2 separate regions of the Triticum aestivum genome follow, and region 2 is linked to region 1. The links are chromatin contacts, called in public Hi-C maps. All regions are on one chromosome and are shown on one strand. The core of a region is the stretch at or near the end of the contact, and the rest is flanking DNA. Distances in the headings are between cores, read along the strand shown. Region 1 holds the start of LOC123151530 (ABC transporter F family member 4). Region 2 has its middle 6.1 kb from the start of LOC123154428.

Region 1 (6,576 bases), core at 2,026-4,525:
CAGACAGCGAGGCTCGGCCGCCGTACGTTCTCGGAGTATTTCAAGCAGCACCACCTCCCTGGCGAAACAGGATAAGATCAGGTCACGCCGCTTCCGCCCACCTTTCCTCCTTCGCTCGCACCCCGCTGCGCACCGCGGGGCCCAGCTGCTCCCTTTCCCCCACGCCTTTCTTTTCGTTGGCACCTTATCATCCCCTCCCCACCGCCGCCCGCCCCCACGATTCTCATTTCCTCCCACACTCCCTCTCGTACCTGAAACCCTTATCTAATCACACTTGCCGATGGAATACGACTCTTAGCAGATAAGCAAAGAGCGGGTTAGCATTAGCATAGGATGCCCCGTCCCGCTCACACACTAAACGCCTCCGGCCCCGATCGGGCGCCCGAAGAAAGCTCATCTCATCTCGTCATCTCATCGGCACGCCCCTTCGAAACCTTAAACAACATCATCATCGCACTAGATTACTACTACAGATGGGAGATCGCGCCGCTTAATTTGAATGCCCAGTCGCGGCAGAAACGTACTACTACGTGCGAGCTATACAATCAAGAGAGATTAAGAGCATGCTTGATACGTTTTAGTCTCATGACTAAAAATAGTGGGACTAAAACTTGCTAGTTTCACCCATGCTTGGATCCAAATACTGAAGAGACTAAAATCTAGTTATTAAGCATTTATTATCCTCCAAACCCTCCAATTCAGAACTAAGGAGAGGAATTAAATGAGGAGAGAGAGAGCTAATACATATTTTAGTAGGTTTCTCATGACTAAAAGATTTTAGCCTCAAGACTAGTCCTAGCCTCTCTTTAGTCAGGGGTGCTTAGAACTTTAGCCTTTAAAAAAGACTATTTTTAGTCAGACTAAAAATAGTCCCTTGTATCCAAGCACCCTTTAAGGTTGTGATCCGCCTGCTGCTTTAGTTTCCACCTCCCCAGGTTAACTAGTCCGGATCGCGCTTCTCTCCTGCTTCGTTAACCGGTGTGCCATACGTGGCGACACGTCAAAGAGCTTCTCGATTTCCACTTTTTCTATGGCAGTTATAGCTTTTGCTCTCGTGAGGATGAAGTTAATTACTCCCCTCCATTGGAAGCCATTGCTTGTGCCAGATGATCTGCATAGCGTTTGCTATTCGTCTATGTGATCTTCAACTTTATCCTTTAAAAAAAAGAACTTCAATTTTTTGGGAGGTGAAGGTTATGCCACCTCTGAAAGGAAAATGTTTTTCTTTCCGTGTGCTAAGCTTTTAGATTAGCTGGCTAATGGTAGCAATCAGCTGAAGAGAGCCTAAAGCGAGTCGCTAACAACTGGATGATGCTTATCGGATGAGGCATGCATGGGACTCATCACCCACCATTTCTGCCTCTCTGCTGCCACCAGCAAACACCGCTGGTCAGAGCAACTATTAAACCACTAACCTGTCATCAACGACATCAGCTCAACATCATTATCCTTTAATCGATGAGAACACGGTTAAGAACTTTCAGTTTGGCTGAAAGAAGCGGCCACTTCGGGTTGCCATTGCCATGTCATGCTATTGTACCAGGTGATTCAAGAAGAGGCCAACAGACAGACAAACACAACAAATTAATGTTCTCTTATATGTAGAGACCTCTTGATTATACAGTAGCAGCAGCGGCAGCAGCACCATCTCGCCAACCTAAATTCGGCCTACGTTTCAGCTAGTTGTATCCAGCGTTTTGCAGATCGGAGAGGGAGAATGACCTTGGGGATCGGAATGAGCTCGTGCTCGGATTGATGGTGTTCCTACTCATGACGCTCGCCTTCTGGGACGCGCTGTGCAGGCTGCGCGGAGGGAACCTGGGCGACGCCGGGGCCTTCTCCCTCCTGCCATTGCCGCTGCTGTTACCCTCGTCGTCGCCGTCGTCCGAGCGTTCTTCCTCCTCCTCCTCCTCCTCCTCCTCGTCCCCCTCCACCACAGTGTGGTCGAGGGAGAGGAGTGGCGGCAGGTACGTGGTGACCAGCGAGCTGCAGGAGGCCCGCCGCCGCGACCATGCCGCCAGCACGCGGCGGCGCTTGTTGAAGGGGTTCTCCGGCTTGGCGATCTCCTTGGCAGCCGCCTTGGCTGCAGCCTCCGCCAGGCTTGTGAAGGATTTGGACTTGCCGGCGTAGAAATTCGAGAGGCCCCTCCTGCGATTAATTTCATTCATCTTGGTCGGTTAATGTTCAGGGCAAACACTCCATGGGTACTAGTAATTGCATATTTGCAGAGTATTTGGCCTGTAGTCGATGCACCGCTGGGCTATTCACATGCCCGGGATTCCAGCTAATTACACACACCAAATTAAATCCATCCATGATCTTTATCTGTTTTGACTAGCAGAAACATGCTAACTTTCTCCATGGTCCGTCCTGGTAGAATGCAAAGTTCAACAGAACAGGCAGACTAGTACGCTAGTTCTGTGATCTACAGAGCTTAATGATTACACCAGAAAACACAACTGGCCGAGGAATCAGAACAGATTTTTTCCTCAAAGAAGAAAAAAAATCCATCTTTTTCTCTAAGACTGTTGGACTAAGAAATATCCTATTTGACCAAGAAAAACTTGAAGAGATCACAAACAAGATCATACAAATTTAGCAAAAACCTCCGGTAATTAATTAATAATAAAGCAAGGAGCAAGAGGATGGGGAAGAAGAAAGCTTACTTGCTGGGCAGCGCATCCTCGAGAGACTCGAGGGTCCCGAGCCCCATAGCGAGCACCTCATCCACCGGCGCCTCGCTCTCCACCTCCTCCTCCTCTCCCTCCTCCTTCTCCGACGTGGAGTCCTCCCCGATCGAGGAGCTATCCGAGGAGGCCGCCCCGATCGAGGAGGCATCCGAGAGCGCCTCCTCCAGCTCCCGCAGCTCCTCCCTCCCAACCTCCTCCCCCTCCTCCTCAACGTAGAACCCGTTGGGGCCGCCGCCACGATTCGTCTCCGGCTCCTCCGAATCCGACCGCTGCTTCCCCTTCCCCGCGCCACGGAACCCGTGCCCCCGCGCCATCCCCGGCGCCAGCGCCGTCGACATGCGCGCACCCGCAGCTAGCTAAGCAAGATCCAGCGAAAATCACGGAGGATCACGCGCGGATCGGCGGGTGGGTGCGTCCGCCGAGAGATTGACCACGCCGAGCCGGAGCGCACAGACGAGGACAAGAAATCTTCGAGAGAGAGAGAAGGAAAGAGAGAGGTGGAGAGAGAAGGGAAGGGAGGATTGGATAGAGATGCTGAGCTAGGCCAGGACTATTTTTTTTGCTGGGAGCTAGGCCAGGACTAGCAAAGGAAAAACAGGGGGGCGTTTTCTATAGTTACAGGACGACCCCGCAGCGGTCCATGCGCCGGGTCCAGGCGTGCGAGCCTGGCGCAGGAGGTGGCCGGTCTCTGTCCGCCTGGCGCGTGGGCCACCCGCGGTGGCACCGCTCTCCATGGACTCGGTGTACATATGGCGGGCTGACCTGAAGACATACCGGTATTGCTGTACGTGATACGGTAGAGCGTATGGTATACGGGGTGAGTATACATACGGTGGGCGTACGTGTGCGATCCGGCTTGGTCTCCTGGGCCGGTCGCACGTGTGGGCCGCGGCCGGGAAGCGTGTGCCGCGGTGCGGGGTGACAGGTGGGGCGCAGTGCGCGCGCACGCGTTGGATGGATGATGGATGGACGGATCGCTTTCTGCCGTCATGAGTCATGACTCGTCTGTCCACCCAAACCCAGTTCAGCTGGCTGCAGGATCTCTGGATGGCCCGACAATTTTTGGTTGCCGATCGGCGATGCTGCTCCGGCATCGATCCAACAAATGGTTCGGTTCACAGTCAACCAGAAGTGTCCGGTTTGATGCTATACTTGATGCTCCGGCCACGACCGCAACGTACTCCACTTGCACCGCAAAAGGGTAATCATGCCTGGCGTTCGGTTCGACGGCATTTTGGTTCAAGGTGAACTGTTACTGGGCTGACCTTGCACCGTGTGAACTGTGCATGCTGCTCTCCAGGTCATTTGGTTAATTACCTTGACCAGAGAAGTACTAGTAGTAATCCTGCATGCATGGTGACTGATGGGGATGGATAAACATAATGACCAGGCGCCAGTTAATGCTCCTGCATGCACGCACAGCGTCCCATGTATCTTATCTTGACCCCATGCGTTTGGCCTTGTCATTTGTTTTCTTCGCCCCGGTATTCGTCCGGATCGATTGTAGACCATACATGTATTACAATTAAAATGCAACAACCGCAAACCAACATATCGTTTGATGGTTAGAGGGACTGTGGTATTTCTAGCACATCGAGATTTAAGTCTTGATGTGCGTATATGTTTACAAGGGTGATTGTATGCGCATGTATATAAACGCTTGCATCTGTACTGTATTCAAAAAATACAACAAACGGTGCTTGCATGTTCAGTGGTGCCCGCTTGTTGTCAAATCTGCCAAAAAGTGCCCGTTTTATTGCTCGGATACAACAAATCCCATCCGTTTTGTTGCTCGGATACAACAAATCCCACCCTCAAACGCCGACGAGCGCGTCCGCACGTCTCAAATAATCTCTTCTTCACAACGTTTGCCAGCAAGCAACGGTGCCGAGGTGCTTGAAATTCATTTCAATTTCTTGCATGGGTCCTGAGCATGCACCTAAGGAAACACATTTGATTTTTGAACCCATTTTCTGCACTAGAGCAAGTGCATGTAGTTTATATTTGAATTATGCACATAAACTGTCTACAAAACTCGGTTAAGGTATAAAAATATCCTAATGAACCCAGAAAAATTTCAAATTTTAACACGACACTCCTGTTGGTCTATGTTGCCACTAGACGGAATTTTGAAAGCAAAAAGAGGCAACCAATATCGTTGTGTCCCCAAAGGTCATAAGTTTCCTACCGGAACCATGAAGCTTCGTGTGAGAAGCTCTGGTTTTTGAGTAGCTTATACCTAAATCTGGCCCAAATGGAACTATTTTTCTACCACAGCATGTTGATGCTATTTCATGATAGCATGCCAAGTTTCATGAATTTCTTTTGGATTTGCTAGAATTTTAAAATCATGTACCTCAATGTTTGCGGTCGAGCGACTGTTTAAAATTCATTCTCATTTCTTGCGTGGGACCTAAGCATGCACCCATTGACACACATTTTATATTCCAATCCATTTTTCTGCATTGGAGCATGTGCATGTAGTTCAAATTTAAATTATGCACATAAAATACCAAGGAAACTCAGTTAATGTATAAAAAAATTTCTAATGAACCGCGGAAAAGTACAAAAAGTTAAAATGACACTACTGTTGTTCTATGTTGACACTAGATAAAAATTGAAAGTAAGAAGAGGCAACGAATATCATTTCGTCCACAAAGGTGACACGTTCCCTACGGAAACCATGAGGCTTCTTGTGAGAAACTCTGGTTTGTGAGAAGCTTATACTATGGCGACCAGACCTCAAACAGTCTGATCTCTGTGCTTCAGTGTCATCCCTGGATCAGTAATGCTGACACGCATAGTACTTGAAGGATTTATAACTGAGTAGCAATCACACACTTATTACATCGAATGTCTCCAAAGAGAACTTATTGCAAATAATATGGCTTAAGGCCATCTAATAAAGATAACAGCGTAAGGCTTGGAAGAAAAGTGAGTCCATCAACTCCAACGGCATCACTGAGTATAGAACCACGACCTAAGACACCTTACTCGTCGTTTGAAAAATCTGCAACATGAACGTTGCAGCCCGAAAATGGGTCAGCACATGGAATATGCTGGCAATGTAACACATAGAGAGTAATGAACAGAACTGGGCTATACTACATGCATATATGGCTGGTGGAAAGCTCTATGGTTACAGTTTTGCGTAAAGCCAATTTTTCCCTACTGTAAAACAATAAATTTTATTTAACAAACATGGTGGTTGTTAAACATTGAGAGTGTAGACACCCTCTCAATCCCAATTAAGCATCATCATTAAAATCCAACAAAATTAATTAAAGTCACATGATGAGATTCACATGATAATCCAAGTACTAGATACTCAAAACGTCCATAACCAGGGACACGGCTAATCATGATTAGTTTATACACTCTGCAGAGGTTTGCGCACTTTTCTCCACAAGACTCGATCTCCTTCGTTAGGATTCTCGCACTACATGGTGTTTGAAAAACGGATGACCGAGACATAGTCTTTCAGAAGCGCTAGCACCTTACGATCGGGTAGACCGTTACACCTACTTTCCCCTACATCTGCTAGTCTACCATTGTAAGAGTTCGCACGACTTAATCAACTATGCTAGAGCCCATAGTAGCTTGTGGCTGTTGGGGAACGTAGTAATTTCAAAAAAATTCCTATGCACACGCAAGATCATGGTGATGCATAGCAACAAGAGGGGAGAGTGTTGTCCACGTACCCTCGTAGACCGAAAGCGGAAGCGTTATAACAACGCGGCTGATGTAGTCGTACGTCTTCACGGCCCGACCGATCAAGCACCGAAACTACGACACCTCTGAGTTCTAGCACACGTTCAGTTCGATGACGATCCCCAGACTCCGATCCAGCAAAGTGTCGGGGAAGAGTTCCATCAGCACGACGGCG
Region 2 (6,576 bases), core at 2,203-4,702, 210 kb after region 1:
GTGTGGAACTTCAATCTTAGAGCAACAAGTATAATCATATCTCAAGCATAGATTCCAAGCATACCATTGCAACATTTCAATTTGATCCCATAAAAGTTTTCCCTTTTGAGTCAAGCGATAATCCCTAAAGTATTCACGTTGATCCAACGTTACTCCCATTATCAGGTTGAATGGGGTTTTCTCAGGATTATCAAAGTAGTGCATAATATTTTTCACATAACGAGCATCGAGGATTTTAGGAGGTTCCCCATCTCCATGAGTAGCAAGTACAACTAATTTTTTTGGTCTTTCGTGTTCATATCCATAACTAAAGATAGAGAACAACTTAGAACAGGAAATAAAAACTACTTAGTGATAAAGCAAACAAGCACACACGAGAATATTCACCCCACGCTATTGCTTCTTGGCAACGGTGCCAGAAAAAGGTATGGACAACCCACAAGTGTAGGGTATCGTTTGTAGCCTTCTTCAATAAATAAGAGTGTCAAACCCAACGAGGAGCTAAAGGGAGAACAAATATTTCCTCAAGTTCTATCGACCAACGATACAACTCTACGCACACTTGACGTTTGCTTTACCGGAAACAAGTATGAAACTAGTTTGTAGGAGTGATGCTAGAACTACTTTGCAAGAATAAAACTAGAAGTAATTTGCAAGATAATAAAAGTTAAGTGTTTACTAAAAGGGTTTGTGTCAACAAGAAAGTTATTTGTCCCTAGGCAATCGATAACAAGTACCGGTAATCATTCTTGCAATTTTATATGAGGGAGGGGCATGAGCTAACATACTTTCTCTACTTGAATCATATGCACTTATGATTGGAACTCTAACAAGCATCCGCAACTACTAAAGATCATTAAGGTCGTGAAACCCAACCATAGCATTAAGTATCAAGTCCTCTTTACTCCCATGCGCCATGACCCACCTATCCGCGTTTAGGCTGCTGTCACCCCCGCAACACCGATAATAAGCAAACCATGAACATATTGCAACACCCTACAACGAGGGTCCCTCATGTTTGCGTGAGACGGAGGGCACCGTAGGACAAAATCATAAATAAAATATACAATCATACTGTGACGCCCCCAATTCAATCGTACACTAATTATACACGCAAACGTGTACGATCAAGATCAGGGACCCACCGGAAGATATCACAACTCAACTCTAAAAATAAAATAAGTCATACAAGCATCATATTACAAGCCAGGGGCCTCGAGGGCTCGAATACAAGAGCTCGATCATAGACGAGTCAGCGGAAGCATCAATATCTGAGTACAGACATAAGTTAAGCAAATTGCCATAAGATGGCTAGCACAAAATGGGATACAGATCGAAAGAGGCGCATGCCTCCTGCCTGGGATCCTCCTAAACTACTCTTGATCGTCGGCGGCAGCCTGTGCATAGTAGTAGGCACCTCCAGTGTAGTAGGAGTCATTGTCGATGGTGGCGTCTGGCTCCTGGGCTCCAACGTCTGGTCGCAACAACCAGGTATAGAAAGGGGAAAAGGAGGGAAGCAAAGCAACCATGAGTACTCATCCAAAGTACTCGCAAGCAAGGAGCTACACTACATATGCATTGTTATGAATGAAAGGGGTAGTATATGTGGACTGAACTTCAGAATGCCAGAATAAGAGGGGGATAGCTAGTCCTATCGAAGACTACACTTTTGGTAGCCTCCATCTTGAAGTAGTAGAAGAGAGTAGATGGTAAGTTAACCAAGTATCATCGCATAACATAATCCTACCCGGCGATCCTCCCCTCTTCGCCCTGTGAGAGAGCGATCACCGGGTTGTATCTGGCACTTGGAAGGGTGTATTTTATTAAGTATCTGGTTCTAGTTGTCATAAGGTCAAGGTACAACTCCGGGTCGTCCTTTTACCGAGGGACATGGCTATTCAAATAGATAAACTTCCCTGCAGGGGTGCACCACATTTCCCAACACGCTCGATCCCCTTTGGCCGGACACACTTTCCTGGGTCATGCCCGGCCTCGGGAGATCAACACGTCGCAGCCCCACCTAGGCATAACAGAGAGGTCAGCACGCCGGTCTAAATCCTATGCGCGTAGGGGTCTAGGCCCATCGCCCATTGCACACCTGCACATTGCGAATGCGGCCGGAAGCAGACCTAGCCTCCCTAATACAAGAGCAGGCGTTCCATCCCAATCCGGCGCGCGCCGCTCAGTCACTAACGTCAAGAAGGCTTCGGCTGATACCACAATGTCGAGTGCCCATAATTGTCCCTGCATAGTTGGTTAGTGCGTATAGGACAGTGGCCAGATTCAGATCAAATACCAAGATCTCGTTAAGCGTGTTATTTTGAAGTAATCGCGAACGCCGACCAAGGCCAGGCCCACCTCTCACCTAGGTGGTCTCAACCTGCCCTGTCGCTCCGCCACAAAGATCCACTCAGAGGGCCGTCGGGACTAACATCCTTTCGGTCCCAATCCAAGAATCACTCGCGGGTACTCTACGAGCCGACCCGACTTACCACAAGTATCACATATTATGTATATAAGTATATACCCGTGATCACCTCCCAAGTGATCATGGCCCGATAGTATAGCATGGCAGACGTACAAGAATGTAGGGCCACTATTGAAAGACTAGCATCCTATATTAAGCATTTAGGATTACAGGTAAAGGTAACAACAGTAGTAGCAAGGACGGGCTATGCATTCAGGATAGGATAAACGAAAAGCACTAACATGCTACACTACTCTAATGCAAGCAGTAGAGAGAAGATAGGTGATATCCAGTGATCAAGGAGGGGGGCTTGCCTAGTTGCTCTGGCAAGGAGGGGTCGTCAACAACGTAGTCGATCGGGGCACCAGCAGCGGCGTCAGTCTCGTAGTCTACCGGAGAGAAGAGGGGAAGAAACAATGAATACAATGCAAACAGATGCATAACGACGCATGACATGACAAGTAACGGTGCTAGGTGTGCCCTAATGCGGTAGGAGGTGATACCGGCAAAGGGGGAAAACAACCGGGAAAGTATCCCCGGTGTTTGACGTTTTTGGGCAGATGAACTGGAGGTGGATTGTTGCACGTTCGCTATGCTAGGGACGTGTGGTGGACGAACGGGTCATGTATTCGGATTCGCCTCGTCGTTCTAAGCAACTTTCATGTACAAAGTATTTTCATCCGAGTTACGGATTATTTTATATTAATTTTTAAAGTTTTAATCAATTTCTGACATTACTGTATTTAATTAAATTCGAGTTATTAAATAGCTATTTCATTAAGTGCACCTAGTATTCAACTGCTGACTCAGTAGTCAAAGCGAACCAGGTCAACAATGAACAGTGTAGGTGGGGGCCATCTGTCATTGGCTAGGGGATACACAACCAACACTTTGACTAGTCAAACCGGTCAAGGTGGGGGTCATAGATAGTGGCAATATTAACAAAGTTTATTTAAACTAATTAACTTAATTAGTCAGGGTGGGGCCTAGTGGTCAGTGGGTCAATTTGCTAACACATTTTGTTAGAGTTTAAACCTAATCACTACAGTTGCATGGCTCACCGTCAGTGGCCATAAGGATTAGTTTAATTAGCCGGCTAATTATGCCCATGATTAATTAGGTGCGGGTCCAGTTTGTCATTTACACATGGGTGATGGATTAGAGTCCAGCTTAGCGGCTAATCCCACGGGGCCCACCTACCGGTGGCCCACGGGACGGTTCGAACGGCCGGCCACGCCGGTGAGGCAGAACACGACGGCGCCACGCGGGGCCTCGCTGGAATCGCCCATCCGGCCACGAACGGGCATGTGGTTGGGCGCGTCCGACAGCGTGGGAGGTGCCGTGTCGGACGGTGGTCGTGACAGTCGCCAGGGAGGCCGGGAACGCTAACGGCAGGCGATGGCAGGAGCTCGGCCTCGCGGCATACGGCGCCAGGGACGGCCAAAACAAGCAGGGGAGGGGGAAAACGGACGGCGGCTCGCAGTGGAGCTATAGGGATGTCAGCAGGCTCGTGGTGGTGCTTGAGGCAGCGAGGCCAGGGCGGAAGTGGCTATGGCAACGCGGATCCCGATGAGGTTGGAGAGGCGGCAGCAACGAGCTTCAGGACGGAGCTCCAGGCGGCGGCTTGGTGCTCGTCTGGCAGCGAGGCGGCACAGGAGGACGGACTTGGCGCCGGGGATGACGTGGCTGCAGCCAGATCCATCCGCGAATGGGAAGGGACGGCGAAGGCCGGCCGGACCTGGTCGTTGGGCGGCGGAGGTCGGGGCCATCCATGTCGAGGTAGGGCGCAGCGGCGAGGTGAAGCAGCAGCATGCGGGGCGAGGGAAGGTCCCTGGTGACGGGGCACCGACGAGCGGAGGCGGGCGGCGAAGGTGCTGCAGGGAGCAGGGGAGAGGAGACGCTGCGAGGGGAGGTTCGGGCATGAGGTGCGGCGTGAGGGAGATGGGCAAGGATCGAGCGAGTCTAACCCTGGTGGCGCGTGGTGGGGAACGAGGGGATCGGGACGAGAGGCTGCTAGCGGCTAGGGTTAAGGAGATGGTGGGGCGCCTGGGCCTAGCAGGCCTGCTTGTGGCCTAAGGCCCATGGGGATGAGGGGGGCTTCCTTCTTCTCCCTTTTTTAATTCAATTCTCATTTTTCTTTTCTGTTTCTTTAACTAGCTTATGTTTGGCATTTAAATCTTGAACCAAATGACTTTTGAAAAGTAGAGCTTTGACATATAAATACTATACATTATTTAGGGCTGCCACAAAAAAAGTTTGACGACTAATTGGATTCATTTGAAATTTTGTTTAAATAGGAAAGGTTTATTTTGGGTTGTTCACCCAGTTTAAATAGTTTAAGGGCACTTTAATAATTCAAATAAAGTTGGTTTATTTATGACAATTAGATAGTGAATTTTTTCAACCCAGTGAATGTTTTTGTTTTACTTTTTGAAGATATAATAATTTGGCTTCGATTTTTGTGAAGTGGCAATTTGGCTAAGTTAAACCTAATGACATGGAATCATTAGGGGGATTACTCTAGCTTAATTATCCGGGCGTCACACATACCAACCAAGATCATGATTAACCCACAGAACAAAATGGATCTACTCAAACATCATAAGATAACCATAGATCATTGGAAAATAATATATGGAGTTGAGCACCATGTTTAAGTAGATATTACAGCGGGGAGAAGAGGGTTTACACCACTGCATGGAGGGTGATAAAGTTGGTGATGACGGTAGCAAGATTGTTGATGTAGATCGTCGTCCCGATCGTTGCCCCGGTGGCACTCCAGCGACACCGGAAGCGAGGGGGAGAGAGCCTCCCTCCTTCTTTTTCTTCCTTGTACTCCCCCTAGATGGGAGGAGAGTTCCCCCTCTGGTCCTTGGTCTCCATGGCCGCGGAGGGACGGGAGCCCCTCCGAGATTGGATCTCCCTCTCTGTTCTCTTCTGTTTCGCGTTCCCCAGATCTGGCCGAAAACCATTTTTTATATTCCCGGAGATCCGTAACTCCGATTGCGCTGATATTTTAACATGATTTTTTTCCGGATATAAGCTTCCTTGCGCCCGAAGTAGAGCTCCAATCGACGTACGGGGTGAACACAACCCACCACCACGCGCCTGACTCAGGGGTCGGATCCTGGTGGGTTGTGCCCACCACGGGACTCCGTTTGTGGTGATTACAACTCCAAAAAACCACATATATTCCAAAATAATTCTCCATGAAATTTTATTGAATTTGGACTTCGTTTGATATGGATACTCTGCGATACAAAAAACATGCAGAAAACAGGAACTGGCACTGGGCTCTGAATCAATAGGTTAATCCAATAAATCATATAAAAAGTTGCCAAAAGTATGTAAAAGATGTATAATATTGGCATGAAACAATCAAAAAGTATAGATACGACGAAGACGTATCATCGGCCAGGGTCAAAGGACAAGAACAATCAGGCCATAGTGTTTGACAACCATCTAGATGGATGGCGTTTGATGATGATGACAATGCTCCAAGCGGCGCCCCGCGTGCTTAAGTTGTGCTAGCATCTCCTTTTCCCCATTTGGCATCTTGATGCCCAAATGGGTAGAATATTTCTATTAGGGACGTTTGCATTTGAGATCACAGGCCTCGATACTAGTTGTTTGTTATTGTTTCTCGTTTCTCATACTTTTATCGTACCTTGTGTGGTGTGTGAGCTACTTTGATTATTTCTTTGTAAGACCTTGGATAATTATCATGTTTATGACTATGCCATGCTTTTAATATCTATACGCCTGTCATATGTCATACATATTTCACTGTCTCACATACCTTGCTCACCTACTACACCTCTCGCATGCGATTTATGCACCAGCTCTTTGATACTATTTGATCACATGTTCATCTTTTGTGCAATGATTCATTTAGTACCTCTTATCACTACACTTATCTGAGATATAAGGGGAACCACATTTTTGTATTTATGTTGCATTTCAAGCAATTCCCTTATATGCATACATCAAGGAGGAGCTTCATATATTAGTAGTGTTGCATGGCCAAATATTCTTTGATTATATCCCTTGCCATGGTCTAACCATATTGTCATCAATACATCATAAAGGGGGAGAATGAAAGTGCATTT

Evidence for each region. A called contact is a pair of places that touch in the nucleus more often than the background predicts.
Region 2: a Hi-C map of leaf shows a contact between it and region 1, with 5 times the contacts expected there. The contact joins the enhancer-like site here to the promoter of LOC123151530 in region 1. A contact is called at or near these places in 4 of 5 Hi-C or Micro-C datasets (leaf and an unstated tissue) and 1 of 1 datasets of contacts at active chromatin or transcription factors (leaf).

Annotation. Positions count from the first base shown.
Region 1 is chr7A:245,521,228-245,527,803 of IWGSC CS RefSeq v2.1, forward strand. LOC123151530 (ABC transporter F family member 4) reads right to left here and starts at 3,276. Exons shown (of 2, transcript XM_044571228.1): 1 at 2,667-3,276; 2 at 1,570-2,148. The coding sequence starts at 3,028. The coding sequence ends at 1,680.
Region 2 is chr7A:245,727,694-245,734,269 of IWGSC CS RefSeq v2.1, forward strand. No RefSeq gene overlaps it. Among protein-coding and RNA genes, the nearest start is that of LOC123154428, 6.1 kb to the right of the region's middle. Within about 2 kb of position 3,453, at least 8 of the 8 cell types and tissues checked have an H3K27ac peak or open chromatin away from gene starts, as enhancers often do. A contact at or near this core is called in leaf, where this site is marked.